Linked DNA regions of Mus musculus: all the other regions are linked to region 1. The links are chromatin contacts, called in public Hi-C and HiChIP or PLAC-seq maps. All regions are on one chromosome and are shown on one strand. Each heading gives the region's core, a stretch centred on a gene start, on an enhancer-like site or on the middle of the called end of the contact. The rest is flanking DNA. Distances are from core to core; before and after follow the strand shown.

The links. A called contact is a pair of places that touch in the nucleus more often than the background predicts. HiChIP or PLAC-seq counts read pairs in DNA pulled down with a chosen protein or histone mark.
Region 2: a Hi-C map of cortical neurons shows a contact between it and region 1, with 5 times the contacts expected there. The contact joins the enhancer-like site here to the promoter of Pou4f1 in region 1. A contact is called at or near these places in 3 of 484 Hi-C or Micro-C datasets (cerebral cortex and cortical neurons), 3 of 115 datasets of contacts at active chromatin or transcription factors (astrocytes, bone marrow-derived macrophages and forebrain) and 1 of 9 other capture datasets (embryonic stem cells).
Region 3: an H3K4me3 HiChIP or PLAC-seq map of forebrain shows a contact between it and region 1, with 5 times the contacts expected there. The contact joins the promoter of Ndfip2 here to the promoter of Pou4f1 in region 1. A contact is called at or near these places in 6 of 39 promoter capture datasets (the C10 cell line, embryonic stem cells, frontonasal cranial neural crest and 3 more), 3 of 484 Hi-C or Micro-C datasets (the G1E-ER4 cell line and embryonic stem cells) and 8 of 115 datasets of contacts at active chromatin or transcription factors (astrocytes, embryonic forebrain, embryonic midbrain and 5 more).
Region 4: an H3K4me3 HiChIP or PLAC-seq map of forebrain shows a contact between it and region 1, with 5 times the contacts expected there. The contact joins the promoter of Rbm26 here to the promoter of Pou4f1 in region 1. A contact is called at or near these places in 3 of 39 promoter capture datasets (the C10 cell line, hippocampal neurons and pre-B cells), 4 of 484 Hi-C or Micro-C datasets (the G1E-ER4 cell line and embryonic stem cells) and 13 of 115 datasets of contacts at active chromatin or transcription factors (astrocytes, bone marrow-derived macrophages, embryonic forebrain and 8 more).
Region 5: an H3K4me3 HiChIP or PLAC-seq map of embryonic stem cells shows a contact between it and region 1, with 15 read pairs. The contact joins the promoter of Ednrb here to the promoter of Pou4f1 in region 1. A contact is called at or near these places in 1 of 484 Hi-C or Micro-C datasets (embryonic stem cells), 5 of 115 datasets of contacts at active chromatin or transcription factors (astrocytes, bone marrow-derived macrophages, embryonic stem cells and 1 more) and 2 of 9 other capture datasets (adipose tissue and pancreatic islet).
Region 6: a contact with region 1 is called in an H3K4me3 HiChIP or PLAC-seq map of neural tube, with 4 times the contacts expected there. The contact joins the enhancer-like site here to the promoter of Pou4f1 in region 1. A contact is called at or near these places in 1 of 39 promoter capture datasets (hippocampal neurons), 3 of 484 Hi-C or Micro-C datasets (cerebral cortex, cortical neurons and embryonic stem cells), 7 of 115 datasets of contacts at active chromatin or transcription factors (astrocytes, embryonic hindbrain, embryonic limb bud and 4 more) and 1 of 9 other capture datasets (embryonic stem cells).
Region 7: a contact with region 1 is called in an H3K4me3 HiChIP or PLAC-seq map of neural tube, with 5 times the contacts expected there. The contact joins the enhancer-like site here to the promoter of Pou4f1 in region 1. A contact is called at or near these places in 1 of 39 promoter capture datasets (hippocampal neurons), 1 of 484 Hi-C or Micro-C datasets (embryonic stem cells) and 6 of 115 datasets of contacts at active chromatin or transcription factors (embryonic hindbrain, embryonic midbrain, embryonic stem cells and 2 more).

The regions. Positions count from the first base shown.
Region 1 is chr14:104,465,612-104,469,810 of GRCm38.p6, reverse strand. Pou4f1 (POU domain, class 4, transcription factor 1) reads left to right here and starts at 1,812. Exons shown (of 3, transcript NM_011143.4): 1 at 1,812-2,200; 2 at 2,940-4,126. The coding sequence starts at 2,078. The coding sequence ends at 4,082.
Region 2 is chr14:103,550,659-103,554,857 of GRCm38.p6, reverse strand. The region is part of intron 8 of Scel (sciellin); the gene reads right to left. Among named protein-coding and RNA genes, the nearest start is that of Scel, 39 kb to the right of the region's middle. Within about 2 kb of position 2,332, at least 27 of the 459 cell types and tissues checked have an H3K27ac peak or open chromatin away from gene starts, as enhancers often do. A contact at or near this core is called in cortical neurons and forebrain, where this site is marked.
Region 3 is chr14:105,256,189-105,260,387 of GRCm38.p6, reverse strand. It overlaps Ndfip2 (Nedd4 family interacting protein 2), which reads right to left and starts at 1,765. Exons shown (of 8, transcript NM_029561.5): 1 at 1,386-1,765. The coding sequence starts at 1,715.
Region 4 is chr14:105,175,501-105,179,699 of GRCm38.p6, reverse strand. Rbm26 (RNA binding motif protein 26) reads left to right here and starts at 2,386. Exons shown (of 22, transcript NM_001368684.1): 1 at 2,386-2,918. The coding sequence starts at 2,848.
Region 5 is chr14:103,842,527-103,846,725 of GRCm38.p6, reverse strand. Ednrb (endothelin receptor type B) reads left to right here and starts at 2,250. Exons shown (of 8, transcript NM_001136061.2): 1 at 2,250-2,599; 2 at 3,189-3,732. The coding sequence starts at 3,250. All of the region lies in intron 1 of Gm35197 (a long non-coding RNA gene), which reads right to left.
Region 6 is chr14:105,032,758-105,036,956 of GRCm38.p6, reverse strand. No RefSeq gene overlaps it. Among named protein-coding and RNA genes, the nearest start is that of Gm24280, 63 kb to the right of the region's middle. Within about 2 kb of position 2,051, at least 12 of the 459 cell types and tissues checked have an H3K27ac peak or open chromatin away from gene starts, as enhancers often do. A contact at or near this core is called in neural tube, where this site is marked.
Region 7 is chr14:105,013,840-105,018,038 of GRCm38.p6, reverse strand. No RefSeq gene overlaps it. Among named protein-coding and RNA genes, the nearest start is that of Gm24280, 45 kb to the right of the region's middle. Within about 2 kb of position 1,813, at least 19 of the 459 cell types and tissues checked have an H3K27ac peak or open chromatin away from gene starts, as enhancers often do. A contact at or near this core is called in neural tube, where this site is marked.

The DNA of each region.
Region 1 (4,199 bases), core at 563-3,062:
AGCGCTCCCAGGGGAGCCACATAATGGATGAAGAAGTGGCTCCTTCTTGCACCAGCAAATGAACATCCTTCTCACTTCCCTCTCAGGCTAGAAGAAAGGGAGGGGTTGGGAGGGCAGAAAGGAAAGAGAAGAAAGAAAAGCCAGTGATGTCTGTGGGCTCTTCTTGGAATCTGAATAAACTCGTGGGTGTCCTGAAGATATACACTCTCTAAAGCAAAGGAAAAATACAAATCTGCTGGACCAAAGATTTGGGTTTGCAGAAATGAGATCTCCTCTTTGGTGGAAATGCAGACCTTCTTGTTGTGCGAGTGACCTGAAAGATTATGTATCTGATCTCTGCTTCCCATAAGCAGTTTCTTGTCTCTCTCAGGCTCTCTAGCCAGCAGATGTGATAACATCTGGACCGTTATTATCACCCTAGGCAAGGACTGTATCCTTAGGGACTTAGGCACCCAAGCTGAGGCTCCCCAGAGAGGCCCTTGATCTGCTGCTACATGAGGGTAATATAACAGGTTCATTAATTTATTTCTTCTTCATAGGTCTTCATTTCACAGTTGTTGTTGTTACTATTATTGAAGGCTGGACTAGATAGCATACCAGTTCCTTCTATCTGATTTGAATTTACATTTTGAATTACAATCTATAGATTAGCTTCATTCTGTATCCCAGGTAAGAAAAATACTGTAAGCAGGCAGATATAAAAAGCAAGGGTCCAAAGCGATGTGAAAGAAAGTTCTCTTTTCAACATCTTATTCCCTTTTCTCTGAAGTGGATTTCTTTTCCTGGAGTTTCCAGGGGGGAAAAAAGTGTGTGTGTGTGTGTGTGTGTGTGTGTGTCTCACTGGAGAGGAAAAGATAAAGATCTCGGCTACACCCTGTTTACTATTTTTCCTTTTTGATGACTCAAAGCCTCAGATCACCTAGAGCTCCTTTGAAATGTGAGTTTGTACACGGTTAAAGGAGACAAACAATAAGAGAAATGCACAATTTCATTTCAACAGCTTTTCCCGAGTAGAAAGCACACACTCCTTACTGCTCCTAAGTGACTGTCACTGGTGGTGCCTGACACAGTTATATTCACAACAACAAAGTATGCAGAGAAATTAAATTACGTGGAAATCAATAGCGTCTGACTGCTTCAAACAACTGTCTGTCATGGCTATTATTCTCCGGGAGCCTATTTATAAACCATGAAAGAAACAGGTTCTTGCAGCATAAAGACAGCATCATCCACAGCGCATTTCTGTGTTGCTATTTTTCTCCATATACAGAGGAATGCACGGGCATAATTTAACATACAAATGCCTCTCTGTATACATTATATAACAGCTTGTTAGGCACCGGGTAGTGGAGGTGTGCCTAAATAATGCGCATATATTCTGGGAGGAAAACACACCCGAGAGGAGTGCTTGCATCCTGGCTTTCTTCCTCCAAAAGGTTCCTACCCTTCAACAATAACGGGCCCTTTTTGATCTTTGCAGACCGGCGGAGGCAAGGTGGGACCTGCAGCGCGCATGCCTGGCCAGCTACAGGTGCATCACCTGCCTTGTCCTTGCTGGTGGTCACTATAAGAGCGGCTCCCACGCGCCGCCGCCGGTCGCGGCTCGACGAGCGCGCGCGCGCCCGCCCGCCCGCTCGCTCGCCCAAGCACGGCGCCGCGGCCGCGGGGAGGGCGCGCGCCAGACAGACGGAGACAGCTGCTGTCTGTCAGCGCGGCGGGGCCCGCGAGCTCTCGCGAGAGCTGCCCGGGCCGGCCGCGAGAAGTGGGGCTCAGGTGTAAGAGGAGCGCAGCCCGTCGGCGCGCCGGGGCTAGAGCTCTCGGAGAAGCGGGATCGCGGGACCTGCGCGCGGGCCGGCGGGCGGGCGCTCTGCGCGGTCGGTCCGAGGCAGCGGGCTGCGCTCGCCGGCGCAGCAGCGGCAGCAGCAGCAGCAGCAGCCCCCGCGGCGAGCCTCCGAGCGGAGCCGCCGAGCAGTGCGAGCGAGCGCAGCCTCGGGACGGAGGCCGGGCGAGCCGGCGTGCGCACTTTGCCGCGGACTTTGCGAGTGTTTTGTGGATTTTTACATGCCAAGGCGCCAAGATGATGTCCATGAACAGCAAGCAGCCTCACTTTGCCATGCATCCCACCCTCCCTGAGCACAAGTACCCGTCGCTGCACTCCAGCTCCGAGGCCATCCGGCGGGCCTGCCTGCCCACGCCGCCGGTAAGCGCCCCACGCCCGCGGCCCCGGTCCCGGCCCGCGCGCTCGCCCCCTCCCCCGCTCCGCGCCGCTGCCTGGCGGCAGCTGCCCCGGGCGGCTCCGGGCCCCGCTCCCGCGGGCGGGACTGCTCTTAGAGGGATCCCGCTGCCAGGCACGCGTGGCCCGGGGCCGCTGGAGGCCCGGGTCCCATCCGCCTGTGCCTCTGTCCAGCGCCTGCCATCCGCGGGGAGCTCTCGGGCCGCGGCTGTCGACTTGGCTCCACTTTGTCGGTTAATTTTACGCCTGCACAAGGCGATCTCTGCTCGCTCGCTCGCTCGCTCGCTCGCTCGCTCGCTTTCTCGTTCGGGTGTGTGGCACGGGTCCTTAGCTTCGAGTGACATCTCCATTTCTTCTTTTTCTTCTTCTTTTCGCTCTTTTTTGTCGTCTCCCACTGTCTTCCCCGGAATGTGTTTCCGTGTGCGTCCCCTTCTACCCTTCCCTGGCCCTGTGCCTCTCCCCTTCTATTTCCCCCACCCCGGCATGTTCTCAAATCGTCCCCCGGTCCTCCGTTGACCCTGCTCTTCCCACCCCCCGTTGTTATTTTGGTCGCTTTGTGTTTTGCCTTTTGCCCGTGCTTTCCTGCTTGTGTGTTTGTTTTGTGGTTTCTTTGGTGTTTGTCCCCCCTTTTTTCTTTTTTTTTCTTTTTCTTTCTTCTTTTTTTTTTCTTTCCTTTTCTTTTTGGTTTGGTTTGTGTCGCCTGCAGCTGCAGAGCAACCTCTTCGCCAGCCTGGACGAGACGCTGCTGGCGCGGGCCGAGGCGCTGGCGGCCGTGGACATCGCGGTGTCCCAGGGCAAGAGCCACCCTTTCAAGCCGGACGCCACGTACCACACGATGAATAGCGTGCCCTGCACGTCCACGTCCACCGTGCCGCTGGCGCACCACCACCACCACCACCACCACCACCAGGCGCTCGAGCCCGGTGACCTGCTGGACCACATCTCGTCGCCGTCGCTCGCGCTCATGGCCGGCGCAGGGGGCGCAGGCGCGGCGGGAGGCGGCGGCGGCGCCCACGACGGCCCCGGGGGCGGAGGCGGACCGGGGGGCGGCGGTGGCCCGGGCGGCGGCGGCCCCGGGGGTGGCGGCGGCGGCGGCGGCCCGGGGGGCGGCGGCGGCGGCCCGGGCGGCGGGCTCTTGGGCGGCTCGGCGCATCCGCACCCGCACATGCACGGCCTGGGCCACCTGTCGCACCCCGCGGCGGCGGCGGCCATGAACATGCCGTCCGGGCTGCCGCATCCCGGGCTCGTGGCCGCGGCGGCGCACCACGGCGCGGCGGCGGCAGCGGCGGCGGCGGCGGCGGGGCAGGTGGCGGCGGCGTCGGCCGCGGCGGCGGTGGTGGGCGCGGCGGGCCTGGCGTCCATCTGCGACTCGGACACGGACCCGCGCGAGCTCGAGGCGTTCGCCGAGCGCTTCAAGCAGCGGCGCATCAAGCTGGGCGTGACGCAGGCCGACGTGGGCTCGGCGCTGGCCAACCTCAAGATCCCGGGCGTGGGCTCGCTCAGCCAGAGCACCATCTGCAGGTTCGAGTCGCTCACGCTCTCGCACAACAACATGATCGCGCTCAAGCCCATCCTGCAGGCGTGGCTGGAGGAGGCCGAGGGCGCGCAGCGTGAGAAAATGAACAAGCCGGAGCTCTTCAACGGCGGCGAGAAGAAGCGCAAGCGGACTTCCATCGCCGCGCCCGAGAAGCGCTCCCTCGAGGCCTATTTTGCCGTACAACCCCGGCCCTCGTCTGAGAAGATCGCCGCCATCGCCGAGAAACTGGACCTCAAAAAGAACGTGGTGCGGGTGTGGTTTTGCAACCAGAGACAGAAGCAGAAGCGGATGAAATTCTCTGCCACTTACTGAGGAGGGTGTGAGACGCCGGGTGGGGCACACTGGGGAGCTGAGGGGTGCGTTTCTGGGGCTCCCTCTGGCCCACTTCCCCTCATTTAGACTGTCCGTTATCCTGCCTGCATTTGGGGA
Region 2 (4,199 bases), core at 1,083-3,582, 920 kb after region 1:
ACAAGACTGAATTAGGAAGAAAAGAATTAGCCTAATGTCTTAGTTGGCTTAATCATTTATAAGAACACAACTTCAGATTTGTTTTGGCTTTAGAAACAGAAAAAACAGAAACTAATACAGATGGTCAATAGACCCAAAGAGACACAACTTCTGAAGTATTTGTTCAGTCAGACTAGTTTTTAGTCCTTAGGTAGTTTTTGCAAAGAGATAATAATAATAATTATTATTATTATTAATAATAATCCAGGAATTATCAGGTGAAGTGGAAAATACATCAGCACTAAAATGGTGTCTATTCAAATGGATCTACTTGAAGGGATCCACCCAAAGGGATCCACTCAGAAGAGATCGTAAATCTATATGTAAATCATGAAACTAAAAGATATTTAGAAGAAACACTTTGTGACCCTGGGTTAGACACGATACCAAAGGCATAAATCATTAAATGAAAACTGAAAAATAATCAGATTTCAACATGTTTTTAAAAACTTTTGTTCTAACAAATACATGGTTAAAAGATTGAAACTGTCAGCAGCACACTCAAAAAGTTATAAATTTATATTTCTGATAAAAGACATATATTTTATAAAACTCAGAAATAAGCAAACACAACACCAACAAAAGGCAAAATATTGAAATGTGTGCTTCACAAGAAAAGATGTACATATGACAAAGAAAGATACAAAAGGCCACACTGCACAGCTGGTCCCTAGGAAAGCAGGCACCTAAGCAGTACTGAGATAAAGCGCGAATTAGCATAGTTAAAAGAAGGGCTTTTAAACTGAAAATACTAAACACCATTGAGGAAATGTAGCAAGCCAGGCTCTTAACCTTTGCCTGTGTGCATGCAAAAGCAACAGACGTTTTGACCCAAACCATGAGGTCTTTACAAAGTTAAGCGTGTGCTTATCATGTGACCTAGCACTCGTTGGCATTTGCATAAGAGAATCCTTTACTGATGTTCACACAAACCACAAGGACTGTTCGAAGCCCTGATGTGTTTTTTTTCCCCCTTCAGTGAGTACATAACTCAACTGTGGTGGTCTCTCTGATAGCACACCACTCGGCAATACAATGGAAAGAGCATGGAAGGATGGCTCATGAACTCTATACATTCAAATGACTACTCATCCGCGAATCTGTTGGGTGATTTTTTTTTTTAAACAGCTGAGAGATGAGAAGACAAGAAAGTGCACTGCCCCATTCCCCAAGTACAAAGACAGACTTAGGAAAAATGACAGTCTTTACAAGCTCCTGCTCCTCCCAAATGTCCTCAGAAGACACTTGATTGACACCCCCATCAGCCACAGGGCATCCACCCAGGGCTCCCCGCCTGGAGCTTTGTTCCTAAGTCCCCTTCCCATGCTTACTACACAAGGCAAAGCCCCCTGGTCCGACTGTGCTCCGCTCCTGCTGTATCAGGAGGAAAGAAATCTGAGTTAAGTAACTTGCTACAATTTGAATGCCCAAAGACAGCCACCTGTATTGTGCCAGAGCGTTTGTTTGTATTTTGAGAGAACTATGTAGCAATCTCTGATAAATTGAGACAATACTGCTAAATAGCAAACCTGTTTCTTTCTTGTCCAACCTGCCTGGCTTTTATGGTTGAGCCAGGATGATGTTTTGTTAAGTGACAAGCCCTAGGTATCCTGACTTTTTCCTTAACTCTACTTTGGACCTGAAACACCTCCGTTTCAGCAACCTCATTGGTCTTTGGCAGACAGAGGAACAACAGGGACCCAAGGGAGGGATGGGGCACAGAAATCCGCACTGGGCAAAGTATTGGTTTTACTTGTCTGCATGAGTTGCTTAAACCTGATGTGGGGAGTCCCTGAGGGGGTCCGAGTTGTCCCTAAACAACTGAAGAGAAAACAAGTCCTTGTTCAAGGTCAAGGCCTTTATTTGTTCTGCTAAGCTAGCTTTCTCATTCTAGTCAAAAGCCATTTCAATGAAAGGACAAACCTTGACCAAGGTTAATGTGTTAACTATCTGGGCTGTTTAAAATATGGAGTCTGGAGACACAGGCATGATTTTTTTTTAAGTTATCTATACTCTGGCATGTTACTAAGTGCAGGCAACATTAATATTTATAAGAGATTCTTGTTAGTGTATAGATTTTTTTTGTTGAGATGAAAATGAAATCCGTTGCTTTGTGTGAGTGTGAAGCACTTTGTAAAGGGTTTGGCACTGACAGGGTTAACAATGCTGCAGCATAATTAGAAAGGTTACATTTTACCATTTATAGTTGCAGACAGAAAAATATAACTACAGTGCAAGGTTGCTATGGCAACTTGCTTCTCAATCAGGGTTTTTTTTTCTCCCCTAATTCTACCAATCCGCTAACTGGAAGTCAAAACCCATAAAAGAAGAGGTTGTAACAGAATAAGGGTGAGGTGATATGGGGGTGCACAGGAAGTAGTTCTTTTCTCCTTTCGACAGGTATGTGTCCATGGTCTCATTTCTATCCCACGTTTATTTTCTTCCTTGTGTTTGAAAATGATTCCAGAAGAAAACATACTGGTTTTATTAGTACTGGAAATAGAGACAGTAGCTTCGTTGTTCTTCTCTCTGGCTAGCATTTATGAATATTTATACTGTCTCTTAAGCAAGCCCTGTAATATGGCTTAACAAATTGCTTGCTTTGCTTTCTAACACGGCTTCACTTGTGTGGCTCAGGCTGGCCTTGAACATGTGGGCCTCCTGCATCCTCCTCCCGTGTTTGGATTGAGCAACAGTCCCTGGCTAGCAAGGTTCATGCATGAATCTTAGATGAGATCTAACCACTAGATCTCAAAGTCCTCAAGATACATCGAAGCACTTGAATTCCTTAAGATGTATTGGTTGGCTCAGAAGGTAGCTCTGTGACCCCTCTCCATCAGTGACACATGGGTAGTCTATGTTTCCTGTAGGGCACCTGTCACCTGTTCTCTCATTGGCTCCAGTCTGGCAAATGCTAACACCCTTGCAAAGGAATTATATGACAGTAAAACGGGGTGGAGAAACTTAAAAAATAAACAAAACTATAAAGATATGATTAGTGATAGATGGCTTTTGAGTCTCCTGAAGTAGAGATTGGACCTGACACCAGTGTATCTCTGGAGTCTACCCAAGTGCTTTCATACACATAGACAGAGATCAACAGCTGTGCTGGAATGAGACAGACAGAAGGAAAGTAGGGTGGGAGGGAGATATCTAGTCAGTCCTCAAACTCTAAGCACATAGAACAAGGCTCAGTTAACTACAAAGTCACATGGCGGTAACAAGCTGAGGAAATGAATTGTTTTACACACAGTAGGGATCAGAATCAAGGATGGACATGTCTATTAATAAATAACTATGGATACATTTGCTCGATGCTGCAAAGGATTACAAGATGACTCCACGTATTTAATGAATAGGCTATAGCAGCTGTTTAAAGGTAAGGCACTGTTAGTTGCCCAGTAAGGATTATTAATTTTTCTGAATACAGAATTCAGAAAAAAAAAAAAACCCTTTGGGCAGCATTCCATACCCATCCCTTCTTATCTGATCGTCTCCACAGTAACTTCATTCTAAATATGTCACATTTGATGTCCATCCCTAAGTCAGGATCCCTCAGCCTCTTACCCCGCTCCTCCCTGATCCCAACCCACATCCAAGCATTTATTATTGTTTGAGCATCGCCTCCACAAACATGTCCTTCAAGTATCCCAGAACCAACCTGCTCAATGCTAAACATAGTAGCAGCGTCTTTGGTCCTACTGCGCATGCCCTGAGCAATCATTTGACACTGCGTGATTACATCATATTCAAATACAAATACAAAATACTTCTCTTCTTCCAAGATCTGTCCCCCAAGTCCACATTACAAGCTTCCCGCGCGTAACAGATCTCCCACAGGATATGGACGTTCTGTGTGTGACTCCTTGTATTGCCGGTACACTGGTTATTTATGCCTGAGGTTGCCACATTTAGCTATCATAAAGAACTCTGAGCTGCAGTGGCCCCTTGGAGTTCTGGGACAGGAATTTCCCACCACACTCCCAAAAGCCATCTCCCGGACACATAAGCTCCCTTTAAGACCCTTCGCCTCCCAGGAGTCCCCTTCCCTTTTCCCCTGTGAGTGTGGCTCACGTGCAATTAGTGTGGCCTTTGGAGACTCTCACTGCTCTGAACAGGCGAACCCTGCAAAGCACCAAACTAAGATTAGTGTGCTACTG
Region 3 (4,199 bases), core at 516-3,015, 790 kb before region 1:
GTAAACTCCAACATTATCTGAAGAGATTTTGAGAGAAAAAAATAGTCTCAACTAGTTACCTCCATCAAAAGCAAAAGAGACAATATAATAAATTAAAACTATTAACACTATTTTAAGTATCATCCATGGTTGAGCCCAATAAGGAAAAGCAACCCAAAGAAAGAATTCAAATCAAATTATATCACTTAGAGACACAAACAGAAGTGGGTAAGATTTGAGAAGTAAAACAAGTATCAATGATAAAATTACGTGGCTTTTTTTTTTTTTGCAAACACTTAGAAAGGGAACAATGTCTTTTAAAAAATATAAAGTTACCCAAAGCTGACAACTTGAAAAGCACCTTCAATAAACTGGCAAGATTTCTATTTCCTAAGCCATTCTGAAAATGTTGATAATTTTCAGAAAGTTCATAATCTAAATCACCTGGCCATGCTATAGCAAATAGACACAAATGACAGAGAATTCTTACCAAAGAAAAAATGAAAATTTAAGTCTCTACCACAATCCTTCAGATTTGTCAAAAGGCACAACACACATGCAGACAGACAGAAAAGATGACATATAGGACTAACTGTGCAATCTTATAAACCCGACACGCAATAGCAACAATATGCACAAATGCTTTTCTTCTCTCCCCCCGTAACTATGTTCCACTAAATTATCTAAAAGTTTATAAGTGAAAACGCAATAAAGTAAATATTGCTGACAATGCTATTCACAATATTTATCTCCAATGACATCACTAAAACACACAGGGTGTAAAATACAGAGATTCTGACAAAGAAAATACAGGGCGCATTTCACTCATTAAGCATAGCTGGTGGTTTACATACTTGAGTGATTTTAAAACTCTGTATTAAATGAAAACTATTTCATTTCAAACAAGGTTTGATTTTTTTTTCTAATAAAGCGCTGCACACACGAACACAGGCAAAGCAGGAACAGATTTAAAAAAAAAAGAAAAAAAAAACGATCACTGTAATACTAACACAATGGAAAAGGGCAAAATGACAAGGTTAACTAGAAGAGAGGCACCTTCCCCATCACAGCTCTTCTCTACCCCTCACGCCGGTTGTAGCCCTGCTGCACCCCACTCTATAACCTCACACAATTCAGGCCACCGGTCGGGTCGACTCCCTGACAGGTACCTGCACCCTGCCCCGCCGCAGGGGGACACCACTCACTGCTCACGGGTGTGTGAGTCAGGGAAGAAGGAGGGGAAAGAAAGCCAGCCGGGGTGAGTCGGGGAGCGTCGCCGGGGAGGGGGCTCGGCGGGGCGCTGGCCGTCGACTGCGGCCGGGGGCTGGCGGAGAGGTGGGCTGGGCGGGAAGGGGCCCGCCGGGACGCCCCGAGGCCAGCGTCCTCCCCGGGGCCCGCGCACTCACCACCTGGTAGCGACCAGTCCCCAGCTGGTGGTGATCCATCCTGCCCGCCTCGGGGTCCGGCTTCCGAGCGGGCGTGTCCCCTCGGCGCTCAGCTCCCTCGGCCTCCCGGGTCGACGTCGTCGCCGCCGCCGCCGCAGAGCCTCTTCCGCCGCCTCGGGTTCTGCCGCCGAGGTCGCCTGGCGGGGCCGCTTCACTTCCTGTCGCTCCCTCGGCTCCAGCGGAGAGCTCCGCGTCGCTCGCCGATCGGCGCCGGAGCTCCGGGGAGCCGCGCGCGCTACTGAGCATGCTCGGCGCGGACGCGCATGCTCTCTGGCTCCGCCGGCGTCCCATCCGCCGCCCGGCTCCGGAGGTGTCCCTAGGTGGGAGGAGATGGAAGAGTCAGGCAAGTCCCCGGGAGCCCTCTAGGTTGTCATCTAGTCGACAGTGGGCGGTGGCAACCGAAGCGGAAAAGAAAAAAAAAAAAAAAATCGTCCCACTTGATTGGATTTTCCTGTGAGGGCAGGTTTCACTGTGGGGCGAGAGGATGCATCGTCACTGCGGAGGGTGGAGGCGCTGCATTCCTAGAGCACCTGAGGACAGGTCGCCCTTTTATTAGTCCCCAGCCTAGAGCATCTCAAAGAGATCCATCTCAGGACAGGCCTAAAAAGGCGCTCATTCGAAATCATTAATGAGGTAATGAATTACCAAATACCAGGGACATATACATATACAAAGACCACATATACATATATAAAATCAGCTTTAAAGTCACAGTAAAATTTCGAGGAAGGAAAAAAAAAAGACAGTCTTGCTTCTGAGCACGCGTAGCCTTCCTCAGTAGAACAGCTCATTTGTGACAAATGTTAAACCCATTTGACAGCGTACCATTGTCAATCACTTAGAATCCATAATAGATTGCATTGGAGTTCATTTTGAACATTGTACGTTGTAGGAGTTCTGACAAATATACCCTAACTATTATATATCATACTGAACAGTTTCATTACTCTGAAAATCCTGAATAGGGCTTTACCCTCCTCTTTCTTTTGCCCCCTTGTTTCTAAGAGATTTACAAATTCTTCAAACATATTCTGATGACATACAGAGAAAGAGGCCTTTAGAAATAGGAAATGGGAAGGACAGAAGAAAATAATGAAGTGAGGTAGGATTTTTGTGTGTGTGCTAATAATACTCAGATATTCCTAAGATAATGGTAAAGAATCAGTTTTTGTGGCGCATCATAATACCCTGTGACACCTCTCTCTCCTCTCCTCTCCTCTCCTCCCTCCTTCTTTCTCCTTCTTTCTTCTTCCTTCTTCTTTTTCTTTCTTCTTCCTTCTTTTTCTTTCTCTTTTTCTCCTTTTTCTTCTCCTTTTTCTTTCTTTTCTTTTTCTTTTCTTCTTTTCCTTTTCTTCTTCTTCTCCTTTTCTTCTTCATCTTCGTCTTTGTCTTCTTCTTCCTCCTCCTCCTCCTCCTCCTCCTTCTTCTTCTTCTTTTCTCTCTCTCTCTCTCTCTCTCTCTCTCTCTCTCTCTCTCTCTCTCTCTCTCTCGGCACAGAGCATGTTTCTCTAACAATTAGAAGACTATGGCAGACCAGCAAAAGGTACCTTTTAACCCAAACATCTGCTTCTTGTACCCTGAGATCTGTGGCCCTACTCGATCTGGCCCAACTGTTCTTTTTAAGATAATCAAGCCCTTTCCCCATAACTGTTCTTACTATGGAGATCTCCTGGGGATCCGGGGAGGGAAACCTGGAGACCATCTCTCACTTTGCTTCATACATGTGCAGATGAGATTGCCGAAAGAAAGGAAGCCAGATGAGACTGGTACAACTGGCCAGATCCAACAAAGTTCAATAAACTTTGTATAGTTGTAGCTAGAAAAGTTAAGTCTTTCTGATATTTTTATTTTTCAGATGATTTATCAGATCTCTATTAGGATCATCTTAAAATATCTAATATTAGCATTGCCAGACCAGAAATAATAAAAAGCAATTGGTGTTGTCATACCTAATTTTCTTCATGTGTTCCAATGTAGTATATTTTAGATCCTAATTTAATCGATATTATTAGCACAAGTGCCAACTCCTTACAGTATCATCCTGAATAGAATTGCCTTTCATGAGCTAAACAACACCCAGTGTTAGCAAAGAAAAATTAGATCCCAATATAACTTGTTATTATAAAGGTAATTTAGAATTGAATTCCTGTGCCCTTTTATTTTCATTAGCTGTGTAGGTTCACTTGTCTCTAAATTTTATTACTTCTAAGAAAAAGAGGCCATTAAAAATCAGAGACCTGACTCAAAACAGACACCCCGAACCCTGGGTTATATCAGCTCTTCCATTCTACCCACACCCAGGTTCTCTGACTGTTTCTACTCTCACAGAGCAGATGGCATGATTCAATGACACAATAGATTTTCAGTGAGGAAGTTTGGAAGAACAATGAGACAGTGAGATCTGAATCTAGTGTTAGTTTAGCCTCCACACCACTCTGTGGTGTAAATAGGCATGATTAGTCTTAACAGAGAGAGAAGCTAAGGGGCAGAGAGAGCAGCAACTTTACCAATGCTAAAGTCACTGGTAAGTGCTGATAGATACAAGGGCCCCCAATGTTGGTCACCATGATCAATAGTGCACCCTATAAAAGGGCAAGTCCCTGTCTCCTTTCCCTGTCCTGGTCATCTGCACTGTGGCACTGTGAAGAAGAGATAAAGGAATGATTCATCATAAGTAGCCAGTCCCACCCTTCTTCGTCCATATGGAATCACGATGCGCTCCCATTGCAGAAGAGGCATCCTGTTCACTCACCTATGACCTTAACAAAGCATGAG
Region 4 (4,199 bases), core at 1,137-3,636, 710 kb before region 1:
AAATTGAACTTCTACGTTTAGAAACCGAAAGACTAGTAAAGCCATTGTCTAGGCTGTCAATGAGAAAATGGAATGTGAGCAATCGGGAATGTTACTCTGTGCAAACGGAGGAACACTAACGGCAAACGGGGTCTTGAAAAATCAACATATGCCGGGCATTGGTGGCCCACGCCTTTAATCCCAGCACTTGGGAGGCAGAGGCAGGCAGATTTCTGAGTTCGAGACCAGCCTGGTTTACAGAGTGAGCTCCCTCACCCACCAAAAAAGAAAGACCAACATATGTTGGAAATTGTAAGGTAAAAACATGCCAAATACTTAAATGTTCGTGCTGGCAGTAGTTAGCCTTCTCCAACTTGTACTGTTGACTGCAGTAGTCAAATTTCTATCTTTGAAAAAAGGTCTAAGGAAAACGAAGTGATGAGGAGGTACAGACTGAATAACAAAGGCTAAGGAAGAAAAGCTTGGGGGGGGGGGCGGGGCGGGGTGTGACTGACTGTTGATTGGCTGCTGACTGGTAACAAGCTCTGTGCAGTGGAAGGAGGGAGGGACCGCTATCACTCAGTGGTCTTAGTCTTTCAGAATACAGCTAGTCCTTACTACTTACAGATTCTATAGTCATGAGTTTTCTCACTCTTTAGACTCTCTGTAACCCCCAAACCCAATACTTGTGGCGGTTTTATAGTTCACTGTGGCCATACGCTGAGCGGCTAACAATTTAAGTCCAACGCTGCGTATGTTCTCAGCTGAAGTTGAACAAGGGGATATCTTCATTTTTTTTTTTTTTTCAGTTCTCACAATGGAAATAAGGACCCATTTGGTGGCCCATTTGGGGTTATGTTTTACTTTCTTCATTTATGAGATTGTTTTTTCTTGGTGATTTAAAATACCCCCGTTCTCCATACGCAACAGTGGAGTGCTTTCTATGGTTCCCACATATAAGAAGGCCATGATGTATTTTACAGAGAAAAGCACATGGACTATACGGGCTTTGTTTAAACATGTGCTACAGTGCCCGGGAACAGGAGTCAATATTGATTCATCGACAATATTGGGTATGGTGCCTTTAAACAGAAACACGCGATTCTCAATAGTATATTATTTATACATTCTATATGTAACCTAAAGTTTACCATTTTAATAATTGTATGTGTACAACTTCATGGCATTAGATGTATAGTCAAACTGTTCAGTCACCAACTGTTTCAGAACTCTTATCATTCCAAACTGAAACTCTGCATCACTGAGACGTAATTCTCAAGATCCCCCTTTGCCTCCTGGCAACCACCATTCTGCATTCGGTCACTCCTGGGACTCTAGCAACCTCTAGAAATGGAATTCTAAATATTTTGTCTTTTCATATCTGCGGTATTTCAGTTAGCTAAATCATCTTAATTAATATCTTAATTCTTCATTAGCTTAAATCTAATTAACGTCTCACTCATGGCATCATATTTTAGAGCAAACGTCTAGCTTTGTATTTTATAACCTTTTTAGTTAATGCTTAAAGGACACTCCACTCCAGCATATTGCAAATTCTGTCGCATCAAGACTTTCTTTATGGTTCACCGACCGTGTCTTTAGACTCGTGGACTACTTTTTCATTCCATTTGTCCATTCCACTATTTTTTCATTCCATTGTGGCCCATTGCCTACTAGTCTTTGGTAGTCTCCTAATAATATAATAGAACCAAACTTGCGGGACCACCTATGATGTATATAGGATGCTGGTTTGAATGCTCTTCTTTAGTACATTGTAATTTCTTGGAGAAAAGTTGAAACTTTTCTAAATGAACAGAATTTAAAATGTAACAAAACTGTTTTTTTTTTTTTTTTTTTTTTTTTTTTTCTCTTGTAGGTTGGAAATCAACAAGGTATCTTTGGTTTGGGGCATCCATAGGTCATTAGACCTTGGCCAAAAAGTCCTGTACTTTGGGATAAGAACACTAATCCTCTGGAGGTCTCGGTGGGTTAGATTAGACCAGTGTGTGTTTACCCATCGTGTGCACGGGGCAGCACACACAGAAGATGGTACTGGAGGATGCTGTGACACCGAGGGCAGGTCGCACAGTGCAGGACCCCTGCAAACACTGCTGGCCGTCTTCTTATGGAGAGCTCCCATCTTCTAGGTTCACTCGTGCTGACAAGCACAATCCTCTCAGAGGACAAGGCCTGGGAGCCCGCGGCCACTCCATCCTGGTGAAGTAAGACGGCGCTTGTGCTTATTCACCACGAAGGCCGATGGATAAAAGGGGACCGAGGCCTCAACCCTTGCGATTGGTCAATCCTCGATCCACTACTGGATTTGCCCAGCTCTCACCCGGCCGAACTTGCGTCTCTTCCCAGCATGCTCCGGGCCGCACCGCGAGACTCGCACTCATTCTCGCGAGATTTACCGGCAGCCATCTTCTTGGGGGTGCTGGAAGCCGGGAAGACCCCCGAACCGTTCCCATTGAGCCGCCCTTCGTTGTCGCTTTTCTTCACGTCTGCTCTGCCGCGTGGCCACCAACCAAGCACCTAATCCCAAAGCTGAGAGGAGAGCCCGGGTCGGAGCGCGTTCGGCTCCCCTTCGGGAAGATTCACTGGGGGAGCGGGGCAGGGGGGAGGGCCCGGCCGGCAAACGGTTGCTGCCTCAGCCCGGGCCAGGGTCCGCCGAGGGGAGAAGCTCCGGGGACCCGGTGGGCGCGTGGCCTGCGGCGGCCCCCGCCGAGGTGCTCGCCGACCCGCGGCTCGCGGGGACCTGCCACCGGCACCTCCCACCGCTGCCCACGCGGACGGCGCGCGGAGGAGGGGGCGGCGGCGGCGACCTGGGCGAGCGCAGGAGCGAGGCCGGCCTCGGGGCCGCGGTGGATGGTTTCTAAGATGATCATCGAAAACTTCGAGGCGCTCAAGTCCTGGCTCAGCAAGACCCTCGAGCCCATGTGAGTAACCCCCGGGGGAGCAGTGCTCGCTCGCAGGGATGGCGGTGGTGGACAGGCGGGCGCCCCGATCGGGGCAGTTTACTCAGTGGTGGAGGCCGAAGCGAAGAACCGGGAGGTGGGGAGTCCCCCCAAGGCTCTGCTTTCTCTGTTCGCCCACCTTCCCGTCCAGGCTCAACATAGCCAAAGCTGGAGCTGGGCTTGATTGTAATGGTCGAGCTGATCTTTGAACCGGTGTGCCCTGCTTTGCTTTCCCCTTTCCCGTTATAGGCAGACCGATGGCAAACTTCCCCGTACACCTGTGTGTGTCTTCCGAGGCCCTCCACATCGGCTTCTCGGCTCCTCCCGAGTGCTAGCTTCTCCTCCCGGTGGTAGATAGTTCCACAGTGCTTCTTAAGACGAAGTGCATGGCTTTTTCTTAGGGATCAGGGAAGTTCGAGTTTAAAAACCTAAGGTTTCGCTTACAGTCCCTTAAAGAAAGGCCACGTCTTCCATGTGGTGTGTGGCTCATACGCACCTCTCTTAACTGATTGAAGATGTAACAGGTGCTAAGCCCAGGAAGCCCCAGACCCCTTGCCACCTACATCCTATTACTTTGAAGAAGGGGGAAAAAAACCAACAAACCCAAATCTCTATCCGTATGGAATATTTGGCATTTAAGGAGAAATTGAGTAGTTTGTGCGACTGTTGAAATATTGAAAGATTTTAGGAATATTTTATGTATTTATTTAATGCAAAATACATCATAGGTTGTTTTCTGCATCGTTGATTTACAATAGCAACTTGAAATGCAGTGGCAGGTAATTCACTTATTTAATGCATGCGTTAAGTTTTTACCATATACTGTGGGGAGCTTTGGGACAGGACTTTAACATTCTCCTGGGTTGATAAGCTGCAATAAGATACACTTCAGCTATGCCCAGTTATGGCCATTATGATAGTAGAGGACCATGTAACCGTGGTTTGAATGGGGTCTGCTGCTTCAGGGTTGTTGGTCAGTGAAACTGTCTGAGCAAGGAATAGTTAATAAAACTTAAAAGAGGAGAAAAGGCCCCACTATTTCCGAGGAATGATGCATTTTCAGAATGAAGAATAGCTGAAAGGCCTAGTAGAGGACATACGTGATCAATGTGGTTTGTTCAAAAAAGAGTAAGAATAGGGAAGAGAGAGGAAAGACATGGAATCAGTAGACAGGGGCCAGCTTTAGGTCCAGGCTGGGAATTAAGATCTTATTAACACACACTTGGAACAGAGGTTATTTAAAGCAGGCCAGGACTGATTTGA
Region 5 (4,199 bases), core at 1,001-3,500, 620 kb after region 1:
AATTAATAAATTAAAATTGAGTAGTTTGAAATCAGTTTAATCATCAACCTATTAAAAAAACTTATATTTTGAGCTCAACTTGTGGCAGGTACTATGATGGTGTAGAGGGAACGCAGCATTCAGTCTCTGGCCTGGTACCAAGGGAATACAGCATTCTTTCAGTCACTGACCCGATACAGAGATCAGATTAGATTAGATTTAGATTCGATTTAGACCAGGCTTTTGAGTCTACATCCTCCCACTATGCAAACTGATTTGGCAAACTATTTTGATGAACTTAATTACATACACACCAGATAGATATTTTTAATAACATTTTGGTAGAAGAGCATTTTACACATGGGTGTGCTGATTTGAATGAGGAATATAATCATAGCATTCATTCAGTCACTGGCCTGGCACAGTTCTTTCACATGACCTTGTCAGTGACCCACACTAACCTCTATAGGTTATTCTACCTTCACTTCTTTTGCGGTGATAAAACACCCTGACTGTAAGCAGCCTCCTCGGGAAGGAAAGGGTGATTTGACTTTCATCACTGAGGGCAAGTCAAGGCATGATCTCAGGCAGCTCACCACATCTCATCCACATATGGCAGAGCAACGTCAATCCATGTGCAGGGTGCTCGCTGCTTATGCCTGACCAGCCTTCTTCATTCTGTACAGTTCAGAGTCCAGCCCAGGAAACAGATGTCCCCTCATGCTCAGTGGGTCTTCCTACCTTAATAAACATTAAGGTGATTCCCCCCTCCCCCTACCTCCACAAACAAGTCCATGGGCCAACCTCACCCAGACAATGTCTCAGGCAGGGACTTTTTTTTATTTATGAGTACACTGTAGATGTCTTTAGACACACCAGAAGGTATCAGATCTCATTACAAATGGTTGTGAGCCACCATGTGGTTGCTGGGAATTGAACTCAAGACCTCTGGAAGATCAGCCAGTGTTCTTAACCTCTGAGCCATCTTGCCAGCCCCTCAAGCAGGGTCTTCTTTAGGATCTCCCCGCAAAGTAATTTCAGGTTGAGGCAAATTGACATGTAAAGCAGCTAGAACGATAGTCAAGTACAAAATTAGCGTTAGTAGTCTACAAGTGCTCTAAAAAACAGGGCAGAGGCACATCTCAGCAGGAATTAGCAGGGACATTCCCATTGCATGGAAGACACACTAATAGAGATGATGAGAAAGAGAGAGGTAGAGAAGAAAGCCTGAGTGAAAGTGACTTGTGTCAAAGGGACAGGTTCAAAACTGCCCTTGGAGCAGGCACATCCTTACTGAAGCACACAAAGAATTCCTTATTGCACAACACTGTATGTTGGCACGAAAGTCCACGTGAAGCAGTTCCATGCTGACCTTGTCTTCACTGAGGCAGGAGGATAAACATTGTCTTCAAAACAACCTGATTTGGAATTGGTGCTCATGCCCAGGCCATAGTTCCCATCCCTTAGACTTAACTACAGTCCACATTTAAAGTTCACCTTTTAACATACACGCGCACGTTCTGCTTCCAGCTTCATGGGAAACATTTGATAGGCGTTGCCCATCTAAGATGCAAATCCTAGTTGTACAATGAACTAGCTGGGAGACAAAGGGGGTCTAGAGGATGACCTCCTCTGCAGGCACAGCAGGATCTTGCTGATAGCAGAATAATGCACCTCACCCACCACTCTGCGCAACGGAAGATCCCTAGCATTCCCTTCTCTACCATAAAGACAGAAGCCAAGAATGACAGGGAGAGTTCATTTCCTTGCTCTGTCTGGTAAAATAAGCGTCAGGTTGAATTTGTAAATAGGCTTCCTGAGTATTTTCCTGTCTTCTGCCTCAGGTCCCTTTAGGCAACAGTAGAAAGACCCCTAGTAATGGCACCTCAGTACACAGGAAGAGGGATCTACAGGGCACAGAGAGAGATCTACAGGGCCTTTTGGTCCTTTGGGTGGGCAGTCCCTCTGCCGAAGAAGAAAGCGTCCCGCCCTGCATGCTGGCTTAAAACTTAAGGGCAAAACAAAACAAAACAAAACAAAATCAAAAAACAAGAACAAACGAAAGACAACTTCCCCAAACCAAGCAGATTTCGGGAATCACTACAGGACATTTGTGTGAACAGTCGGAGTATTCAAAGTCCAGGTTGATACAGAACCTTCTCTCCTAGGTTCCAGATCCCAGGTTGTCATGGGATATGTTAGTTTCTTCGTTGAGTAAGAAATAAACAGCTTTATGTGAGACACAACTCTGAACTAGGACTGCCCCTCCCAGCGGTCAGCTGGGGCTGATACTGTCCAGGCGTCGCCCAAGGGAAAAGGTTGTGGCAAGGTCGCTCAGAAAACGCGGGAGGAGTCTGGCGTTGATTGATGCTGGGAAGGGACCGAATGAATAAAAGTACTTGTCTGGGGACAGCAAAGACCCCGCTCAAGCTGCTGAGGATCCGCTGCCTGGCATTCTCTCGGTCTTTTGTCAGAGCCAGAGCTGCATTCAGTTGCGAGAGGCCTGTTTAGGAGCAGCTGGACGCCTGCTGAGAGCCGCAAGCTCCCTAGGGCAGTTGACAACCTGGGAAGGAGGTTCCCTGCTCGTGGCGCTGCTCCTGGTGCTTCCAATCCGCACGAGGTAACGAACCATCCTGGTTTAGCTTTGAATTAACATCTGTGGCTGAACCGTGCTTTGGGGCTTCCGCTTTGCTTAGTGGTTCGGGGGTTTTTTAATTAGTAAAACTTACACACGACAGCGATTTAAACCGAGATTGGGTTGTAAGGCGAGTGTTTGAAGTCACTGGGACAGCACAGAAGTTGGTGCTGATCTGTTATTCTCTCGGTTCTTGGCTGAGTGCATTGACGTATGCCCTTGGCCGCTAGGTGCCTTCACTCCGGGTCCCCAAGCTTAGCTAAAATTGGGCTTGCTTCTTCCCGGCACATACGAGTGTTCTTTCATTGGGACACGCACCCTCCCCAGTCTGGAACACCCCCTGCCCGAATGCTCCTCCCCACCGACTGGTCTACGGCAGGGCTGGGGATTAAAACTCTGCGAGCAGGGTCCGGGAGGAGACTGAATGCAGACCAGCGGGTGGCGTGCGCCCAAGTTCCCCACTGGCGCGCAAACTTAACTTACTGTTAAGGCGCGGGTAGAGGCAACCGGGCTAGTGTGTTTTCAGAGGCTTGGCTGGGGTAGCTGACTTAAGTGTCCTGTCTTCACTCCCCAGTTGGTCTCCAGACTGAAAACAGCAGAGCGGCTACCAGACTCTCACAGGAGCAAGCTGTAACATGCAATCGCCCGCAAGCCGGTGCGGACGCGCCTTGGTGGCGCTGCTGCTGGCCTGTGGCTTCTTGGGGGTATGGGGAGAGAAAAGAGGATTCCCACCTGCCCAAGCCACGCTGTCACTTCTCGGGACTAAAGAGGTAATGACGCCACCCACTAAGACCTCCTGGACCAGAGGTTCCAACTCCAGTCTGATGCGTTCCTCCGCACCTGCGGAGGTGACCAAAGGAGGGAGGGGGGCTGGAGTCCCGCCAAGATCCTTCCCTCCTCCGTGCCAACGAAATATTGAGATCAGCAAGACTTTTAAATACATCAACACGATTGTGTCGTGCCTCGTGTTCGTGCTAGGCATCATCGGGAACTCCACGCTGCTAAGAATCATCTACAAGAACAAGTGCATGCGCAATGGTCCCAATATCTTGATCGCCAGTCTGGCTCTGGGAGACCTACTGCACATCATCATAGACATACCCATTAACACCTACAAGGTAATGTACCTGATAACGAACGATCTGAGGATCTGGAAACCAAAGGTGGGGTTGTAAGCTGAGTGGTAAAGTGGCAATCTTTAAAGTATTGGTGGTGGTGGGGGGGGGGGGTTAGACACTTTCTCAAGGAGACTGCTCCTCTGCCAATAGTGACAATTGAATTTGAACGAGATTTTCCTGCGGGTTTTCTTAGCCTCTGACAAGTGTAGCTTTCCAGGTAGTGACATTGTTACTATTGGAGATCTGTTAGGAAAGAAGAATTCAGATTCCCTGACCCAGGGTCACTGAATCAGAAGCTCTGGTGAAGATGACAGCAGTGATACATTTTAAAAATCCTTTGTAACTATGACAACATTTAACAGTTGGGAATCACAAGCCTGGAAGTCAGTCTTTCTAGGCACAACCTCTTAAAAGTATGGTCCCCAAAGTGGGATCATGAATATCGTCTGGGAGTTTGTGAGGAGTGC
Region 6 (4,199 bases), core at 802-3,301, 570 kb before region 1:
GGAGTGGGGGGGGGAGGGTATGGGGGACTTTTGGGATAGCACTGGAAATGTAAATGAAGAAAATACCTAATAAAAAATTAAAAAAATTTGAAAACCTAAATAAATGTAAAGATATACCATATTCACACACAAAACTCAGCATTATTAGTCAATTTGCTCTTTGTGTTAGTTAAAGTTCTCTAGAGTCACTGAACTTACAGAACGGCTCTATGTATTAAGGGACTTTATCGTAGTGACTTATAGTCTGCAGTCCATCTAACCCAACAATGGACATCTGTAAATGGGAAGCCCAAGAATATATAGCAGTTGTTCAGTCCCACGGACCTCTGTGTTTCAGCTGGTCTTCTGTATAAGCTGGACTCTGGAAGAAATAGGCTCCAACAGATGTGCTGGCAAGTAAGTGCAAGCACGGAAGAAGGAAGCCTTGCTTCTTCTGTTGTCCTTAGATAGGCCTCCAGCAGAAGGTATGGCCCAGATTAAATGTGTGTACCACCATGCCTGGATCTAAACTGTCCTGTACTTGGAACTTGTTTCATTCCAGGCTGGCTTTGAACACAGAGATCTGCTTGCCTCTGTCTCCTGGGATTAAAGGTGTGCACCATCTTGTCTGACCCTAAGTTTTTCATTGCTAGTATGCCTCAAGATCTGGATCAAAAGCCTGTGTCTTCCAGCCTCAAGATCTGCATCACAGGTGTGCCCTCCATTTATGGACTGTAGTTCATTCCAGATATAGTCAAGTTGACAATGGGGAATAGCCACCACACTCCTTATTAACTTAGAAACGCAACATAATCTCGGTTGATTAACACAGTCCATTTTTTTTTTTTGTATAAATTTACACGGTGATTTTGAAGTTTATATGGGACTAGGAAGTGAGTGCCTAATGTAGATTAAAAAAAAAACTCGGAAAAAATCAAATAGATGATTTGTAATAACTAATTCAAGACATAGTAGAAATCTATAGCTATCAGCAGTGAAAAGCTGGTGTATAGATAAACAGATAGTGGAAGAGAATAGAAAACCCAGGACTCTGCCCCATATTTCATCAATTAGTATTGGCAAATGTGCCAAAGTCAGATAGTGTGGGGAAAGGATAATTTTATCTTTTTACTGATTGTGCTGGAACAATGAGATATTTTCATCCAATCAAATAAACCTTGGAGGTGTGGACATCTTAATGAACATTATCTAATGAAATATCATGATTTGAAAAGGATATTGAAACAAGTGATTAGCCATAATATCTCAATTTAAAAATGATGAAAGATGCATTTGCAGCCATGTGAGGGAAACCACAGAAATGATCATGCGCACAGAGGCCAGCACAGAGGCCAGCACAGAGCACGTGGTACACCAGCGCCCAATGTCTCTCCTGCAAAAACACGCAGAGAGTCCAGCACCCCTGCAATGTCCAGAGAGGAAAACAGGACAGTTACAGGACTTTTCATCTGTCTGCCTGGGCAAAACAATTTGCAAATGCTTTAAAATCTTTAAAAGTTCCAGATTCGGTTGCTTCCAAACATCTTGGCGAGTCAGTAAAGCAAATACTTTGTGCTGTTCTCTCAACCTCTTCTAGGTCAGAACAGAACTTACAGTCAGGAATTCTACAGAACCTTGCTATCGTGGAGAAAGATTTACTAATTAAGAAATTTCTTGCCCGTGTCCTTTATTATCACGGCTACTCAGTGCTCGGTTCTCTAGCTGTTAGTCTCCATAGCGAAACAACGGCAATCCCCACTGTGGATTTACTAAGTCCCTCTACCTTCCACACCAGCAGATGGCATTCTTATTCTTGTTTTTACTTTAATAGTCTGAGGTTCAGGATGAACGCAAAGCCCGTCTCGTTCCTTTAGTTCAAGATGATCAGCTTCTTATGTCCACAGAAGACTAGAGGCAAATGCAAAACTTGGTGAACTGAAATGTGCTTAAAAAAAAAAAAAGGCTGATTAAAAAACCTCCTGATTTTTTTTTTTATTTTGTCGTTTGCTATGCAGCCGAGTAGGACAAGCAAAGCCTCTGCAAAGTATCCACACCTCTCTAGAGTTGCACAGCGTCTGATAGGCTCGCTGCCACTTCTGGGTGTGGCTCAGGCTTTCCTGCTGGCTGTACTTTCCCTTCTCTGTTGAGGATGCCTTCTGGGTATGGAAAGACACCTCCTGACACCTCAGTGGGTCTGTACGCTGCCCACTTTGGAGCTTCCTGATTCAAGCTGCTTCTGGATCCATGACTCTGCTGCTGTGACCTTACAGTACTGTCAGGGTTTCCTGCGCTGAGGCTGAGGGCTGAAGGCTCACCTCAGCTACAGCAGAAGATCCTTTCACATCCTACCTGGGTTTGACTATGCTTCCCATAGGGCCTCACTCAGGCATGTTACAATGGACAGGGCAAGCTCCACATAACCTCCTGGCTTGGTACTCTTGGTGCCGTCCAGTTCCTCTCCTAAGAGTACTTGTAGACGCGGAGCTTCTGTCACGTGATTTATGAGCAGTTTAAATAATCTTAGGTCTGCCATTTTTGCTTGCTGCTTATATGTGCCACACTGTCTATTCTAATGGTTTATTATTATTATTATTATTATTATTATTATTATTATTATTATTATTATTATTATATTCTGGATGGGACATAAGGCAAAGCAGCCCCTTCCTAGGATTACACATGAGAAATGTGCTCTAAGGTCCCGTCTTTGCTTTAACTCTCCATCTATTGGGGGACATGACTGTATATGTTCAGGGGTCTCAGAGGCTGTGTTTGTCTGCCTTCACCTCTCCCTTGATATTTCCATCACTTAGAGATGCACCTAGAAAGGCCAGTTCTTGCAATTATGTCTTGTGAGAGCGTCTCTTGTTTTCTTCATCTGTCATACAGACTCCCTTTGCCCTAGATCAGAGTTCTTAACAGTGATATGTCCAAAATTCATTTTTACATTATAAATACTAACTTCATTACAAGGAGAGAAGAGACAGTGATTTTTCTTTAAAAAGATATATATTCTCTAAAAAAGAAGCTCTATAAATTCTATAGCTGTAGATACAGAGCATTGTAATATTGCGTTGTTTACTCAAATATCCTGACAGATATGCTTTTTCCAAAATTGTGACCCTTCTTGATAAAAATCTGAATACAGACATGACATACCCCTAATTGTGTTTTTAACTGCCACTCTAGAAGTTCACACATGGAACAAATCATGCTGCAGGTACATTTGTAAAAGAAAACTAAATATTAATGAACCCGTGGTCATCAATGTGGTTGTGTATAGAAATTCTGCGGAGACAGAACAAATCTTCCTTGTTCATTGTTAGACATGGAGAGCCCTGACCCTTGTCTAGTAAAAGCCAGTAATGCTATAGCCATTGTGTTAATACATGTACAGTCCTATTTCCAAAACCTCTTTCAAGGACCAGTAACATTCCCATTGAGACCCATGGCTTCAGGTCCTTTTCAGTAAAATGTGTTTGTTCCCCCTGTCAGATCACAGATTTAAGAGCACTCCACAAGATAAGCCTTTTACTACTATTGCAGAGTCTTAAAACTAGGCTAAGAAACTTTTTGGTACAAACAGCCCCATTTCTGTTAGGTCTAGCTTTGTTTGAAGATCACAGTACAACCCTTTGCTATCTTCTTTGTTCATTTTTATATAGAACTGCTTTTACATAGATATAAATCAACTCCTACTACATTACCCATTAGGAAATATAAGAAACTATGAACCAGAGGCCAAGTGACTTCATCTGCTTACTGAGTAGGCCAAATTGAGAGCCTTTATCACCCATCTGTTGAGGAATTTTCTACTATGCTATATTGTTACCTATTGAGGTAAGGATTAATCAGGTGCTCTTTTTATTTGAAATCAGGGTCTGAATAGCTTTTTTTTTTTTTTTTTTTTTTTTTGGTCGTTGATGTCAATCATCTCATTAGGGCTTGGCTGTTTGAAGGAAATGATGCATGAATTTCTTGATCAGAAGACTTAGAGGGTAGGCTCCCATTAAAACTACAACCATCTCAAGATTCCCATCCAAAGAAGCCATTCAGTTATACCAACAACCCCCTTAAGAATCCAAGGAGTTGAGCATACAGATGGCTCAGGGGTTAAGAGCACTGGATACTCTTCCAGAGGACCCAGGGTTCAATTCCCAGTACCCAAATGCCAGTTCACAACACTCTGTAGATTCAGTTGTAGGGGATTTGACACCCTC
Region 7 (4,199 bases), core at 564-3,063, 550 kb before region 1:
CTCGTATATGCATCAGTCCTGTTGTGTCTGGAAAATACTGTTCTGACACTCTTTCTATCTTCTCTTGCACATAGATCCCTGAGCTTTGAGGGGAGGGCTTTGGTAGAGACAACCCATTTAGGGTTGAGTGCTCCAAAGTCTCTCACTCTGCACATGGTCTAGTTGTGGGTCTCTGTGTTAATTCCCTGGTACTGCAAGAAGTTTCTTTCATGGGGTAGAGTGATGAACGGATCCATGGGTAGGGCAATATGTTACCAGGAATTCTTTTATTGCCATGTTCACTTAGCAGAGTGAAAGTTGTAGGTTGTCCCCTCGGACCCGTGCCCTACTTAGTCTCATATTCTTGGCCTAATTAACAATGTCAGGTGTGGGTTCTGTCTCATGGAGCAGACCTCAACCTTCCTTAGAAAGAGGTTTGTTACTCCCCTAACATTTGTTTCTGTATTGCACTGATGGTCGGTCAGGTGACTGTTGTCCCTCATACGGTTCGAATCTGGGTGAGATGGACGATCACTTCCCCTCTGCAATACATATAGCACTTTCCAGCACTGTGGATGCTAGTCAGTAGGGGTGAAGCTGGGTTGGGTACCAGCTCCATGTCTTCACGTTTGATGACAGTGAGTATATGGTGTTTTCAGCAGTAGTGTCTTGTCGTCAGGCCGTAGAGGGTAACCAATAGCCATGGAAATAGCCTGTGATGTTCAGAGAAGGTCTATGGGATCCTTTTGGACAATGACTCAAAAAGATGCAAACCATTCTTGCCACTGGGGTTTTTATTTGGCATGACAGTGTCTAGTTAAGGTATTGACTTGCAGAGATGTCCTGCCTGTTTCTGGAGTGCTGGGATTAAAGGTATATGCCATTTCTGCTTGGTTCCATTTGGCTTTTCAAAAGGCCTTTAGCATTTAGTTGTCTCTCACTATATTCCGTCCTTTATGATGCCCTCCCACGCCCCATCTCGTTTATTCCTCTTGTTGCAATTTTCTCCTTATCTCTTTATAAAGCTTTATTCTACTTCCTGGACTCCTTCTTAAGAGTCCACATTGAGGACCATTTGCATTACTGTGTATTGTTGACGTTTTGAAAAATAAGATATCAAACACCTTTTTTTTTCTTCTTCTTCTTTTTGCCATTGTTCTAGTATAGAGTTTTGTTTTCAGCTTGATGGGTCCATACAGCAGAACCCTGCCACCGGAGGTTTTTGAAATGAAGATGGGTTTATGTAGGCAGCTGTATTCTGTTACCCAGTATCTTGTGCCTTGCCTCCAGGAAGATATCTGTATTCCCCTAAGTGTTTGATTGCGGCTGTTGGTTTCTGACTCTTTGGAGCTGGCTGTCTCTATGCTGGTGGCTGCCAGCTGCGGCAAGCAGTGGGAGCATCTCCTCTCTGGGGCCTTCTGATGTCAGGGTCAGGGGGAGTTCAGACTTCAGGTCAGATGTCCTGACAGAACTTTGTTTGCTTTGCTCGTGTGGCTCCTATTTTCCAGATCAGAATCCCAGGAGTCACAGTAACAGACACAAAGCAGGAAAACAGTATTCCCCCGCCTCACAGTCAGTCTCTCACAGTGCACTTGGAGAGACCTATAGCCCATGGCGATTTCTTTCCAGTAATCCTAGAAGTCCCCAGGGAGTGCCTGTGCTCTCTAGCTTACTCATAATCAAACGTGCCCGGCATTTTCCTCTTCTCCGGATCCAACTTGCTGTGATAACGCTCCGGTTTCCTGGGAAACTGCAGGTGGCTACTACCCGGTCCATCGCTCAGGAGCAATGGCATCTCTGAGACTAATGCTCAGTGGGGGAGCCCTGAATAAGAAGACACATTCTGCTTCCCCATAAATGTTCCTGCTTACTGAGGCAGGCGCTCGGTAGAGGGCAGCTCTGTCGGCACAAATACTGGTGCAAATACAAAGACTGTCTGAGAGACATTGCTCTGAGCATGGATCCACACGCTCCTAACCGTCCTTTGGCGTCCACCACCCTCCCCTGACCTCTACTTCTCTTTCGTGGTAATTTTCCTGCCCATGCCCTCTGGTTCTTTTCCTAAGGAGCTTTCCAGGATTCTTCAGGCCTGAGTCCTTCCAGATATGCGGGTCAGACTGGAGATTTGAAGGTGGCCAGTTCTCTCTGCCCTTTCTGTTTTCTCAGAAGTTTCTCCCTACTCCTACCAATCTAAGTTACTCTCCCTGCTGTCTTTTGTCTCCTCCCCCGTCCTTTTCCCTTCTTTCAGCAAGTTTTAACTATCTGGGCCATTGTTTAAAACATAGGGCTGATATAACAGGGCTCTACAAATAATGTGGTCATATCTTTTTCTTGCAGAAACTTAAATTTAACCTTTTCACATTTCCTGAATTTGCCATATTTGTAAATTTCCTTCCCCATCTGAATTCTTGTGGCATTCCTATGTGTGCTGTGAACTTTTTTCTTATTTTATTATTAGCTTTTAGATATCTGGCAGTCTTGGGCTTCTTGGATGGTTTTGATACACCTTCAAGTTACGGAGACTCACCTGCCTTTGTGTGGATGGATGGTAACTCTTGAGTGTGTGCTTTCTGACTTGACTGCCCCCTAGAGGGTGTGCTGGATTTGAGAGATTTAATCAATGAATCTGACACCAAAATGTTGGGCACTTGGCTTTGCCGTGAACTGCCTCTCCTTGTCCTTTGTTATAACTGGGTCCTAAACATGTTTACCAAGTGTGATCTAACTCTGTAAGTTGGGGTGAGGATGGAGAAGAATTTAGTATGATAACAAGAAACAACTATCAGTGTCTGTAAAAAACATCTGTTGTTTAGGCAGCACTAAATGTCCCAAAGGAGTTTTACCTTATAACGTCCCTTGATACTCACAGCAGTCATAACCAATATATGGACCGTTTAGGAAAAGAAACGTTGGGAACGAGAATATATTCAAAAATAAGGACTCAGTTCTAGAGAAAAATTAGTGTACAGCCCTCACCTTTCTGAAGCATCCTCAACACAAGCACTTGTCAGACACGAAATTTCTTTTTGCAGCACTGGGAGTACAATCCAAGTCTGGAGACGATGGGGCAAGTGCTGTACCACTGAGCCACGCCCCCAGTCCGCGGTTATCCCAGCTGGCCTCCCACACTCTATCTGACTGTACCTCTCTTCTCCCACTTAAAACAGCATTTAAAGGCTTTAGATCGCGTGTCCTTACCTCACGTACACACAGAAGGGTACTGTGGTAGGAGAGCTTTATCTGACCCTTGCCTTGCTCTCTACGTTTTATGAGGTGTTGAAGCCACCTAAATGCTTGTTTGTATCTGCCAATGATCTGTAGGCCTTTTGTGGAGCGGCACTGCCATTTGTTCGTCCCCCTAGAGCCTGCCTCTGTGTCCAGAGTTTAAAGCCAGCGCATGAGACACGGAAGGCCTGAATGCGAGGGTGTTAACTGTTCACATACAGCAGCACGGGGGTTCTCACCTCGGGGTGAACTGTGGCAACAGAGGACTTTATGGCATGGGACAGAGGACAATTTGGAAGGCAGTGACTAACCATGAGGGACTAAAAGGTTCCTTGCTCTGACCATGAGGTTTTACAACTGGGAAGGTTTTATTTTCCTGTTAGGGGTATTTCTCAATGAACCTTTGTTTCAGGGGATGCCAGAGAAATGCTAACACCCATGACCTTTAATATCTGAAGCAGCCCGGCCTGGCCATTCTACATTTTATTGCTCTACCTCCCTTGCTTGTCTGAAAATTTTACCCATCACTTCCATTGCTTATACCATCACTTTCTTAGGACTAGTGAAGTTGCACAGATGAGTGCTTCCGAAAGAGAATATACCCTCTGGCAACTGTGGTCGCTAGAAGTCCCAAGTCAAGGCACGAGGAGGACCAGGATCTCTCTGGGAGCTCTAGGGAAAAAAAAAAACCCATTCTTGTTTCTCCCAGAGTTTCAGGCCACCTTTGTCTGGTACTTGTACACATGAGACAAAGTAGAGACTCATCGGGCCTGGCCTGAGTGTGTGGGTCAGAGTGGGAAGATGCCGAGGGAAACATTATATGTTAGTCATATGCGGAGGAAAAAATTCAAAGTGCCGGCTCTAGTTTGGTTATTGAATGTTCCCTGAGAGCGATATGTATTAAATAGAGGTCTGAGCACCAGCGCTTGGCAGTCCTGGGAGGTGTGGGGAACGTTAAGAGGTGGAGCCTGTGAGAAACACACAGATCCACTTAT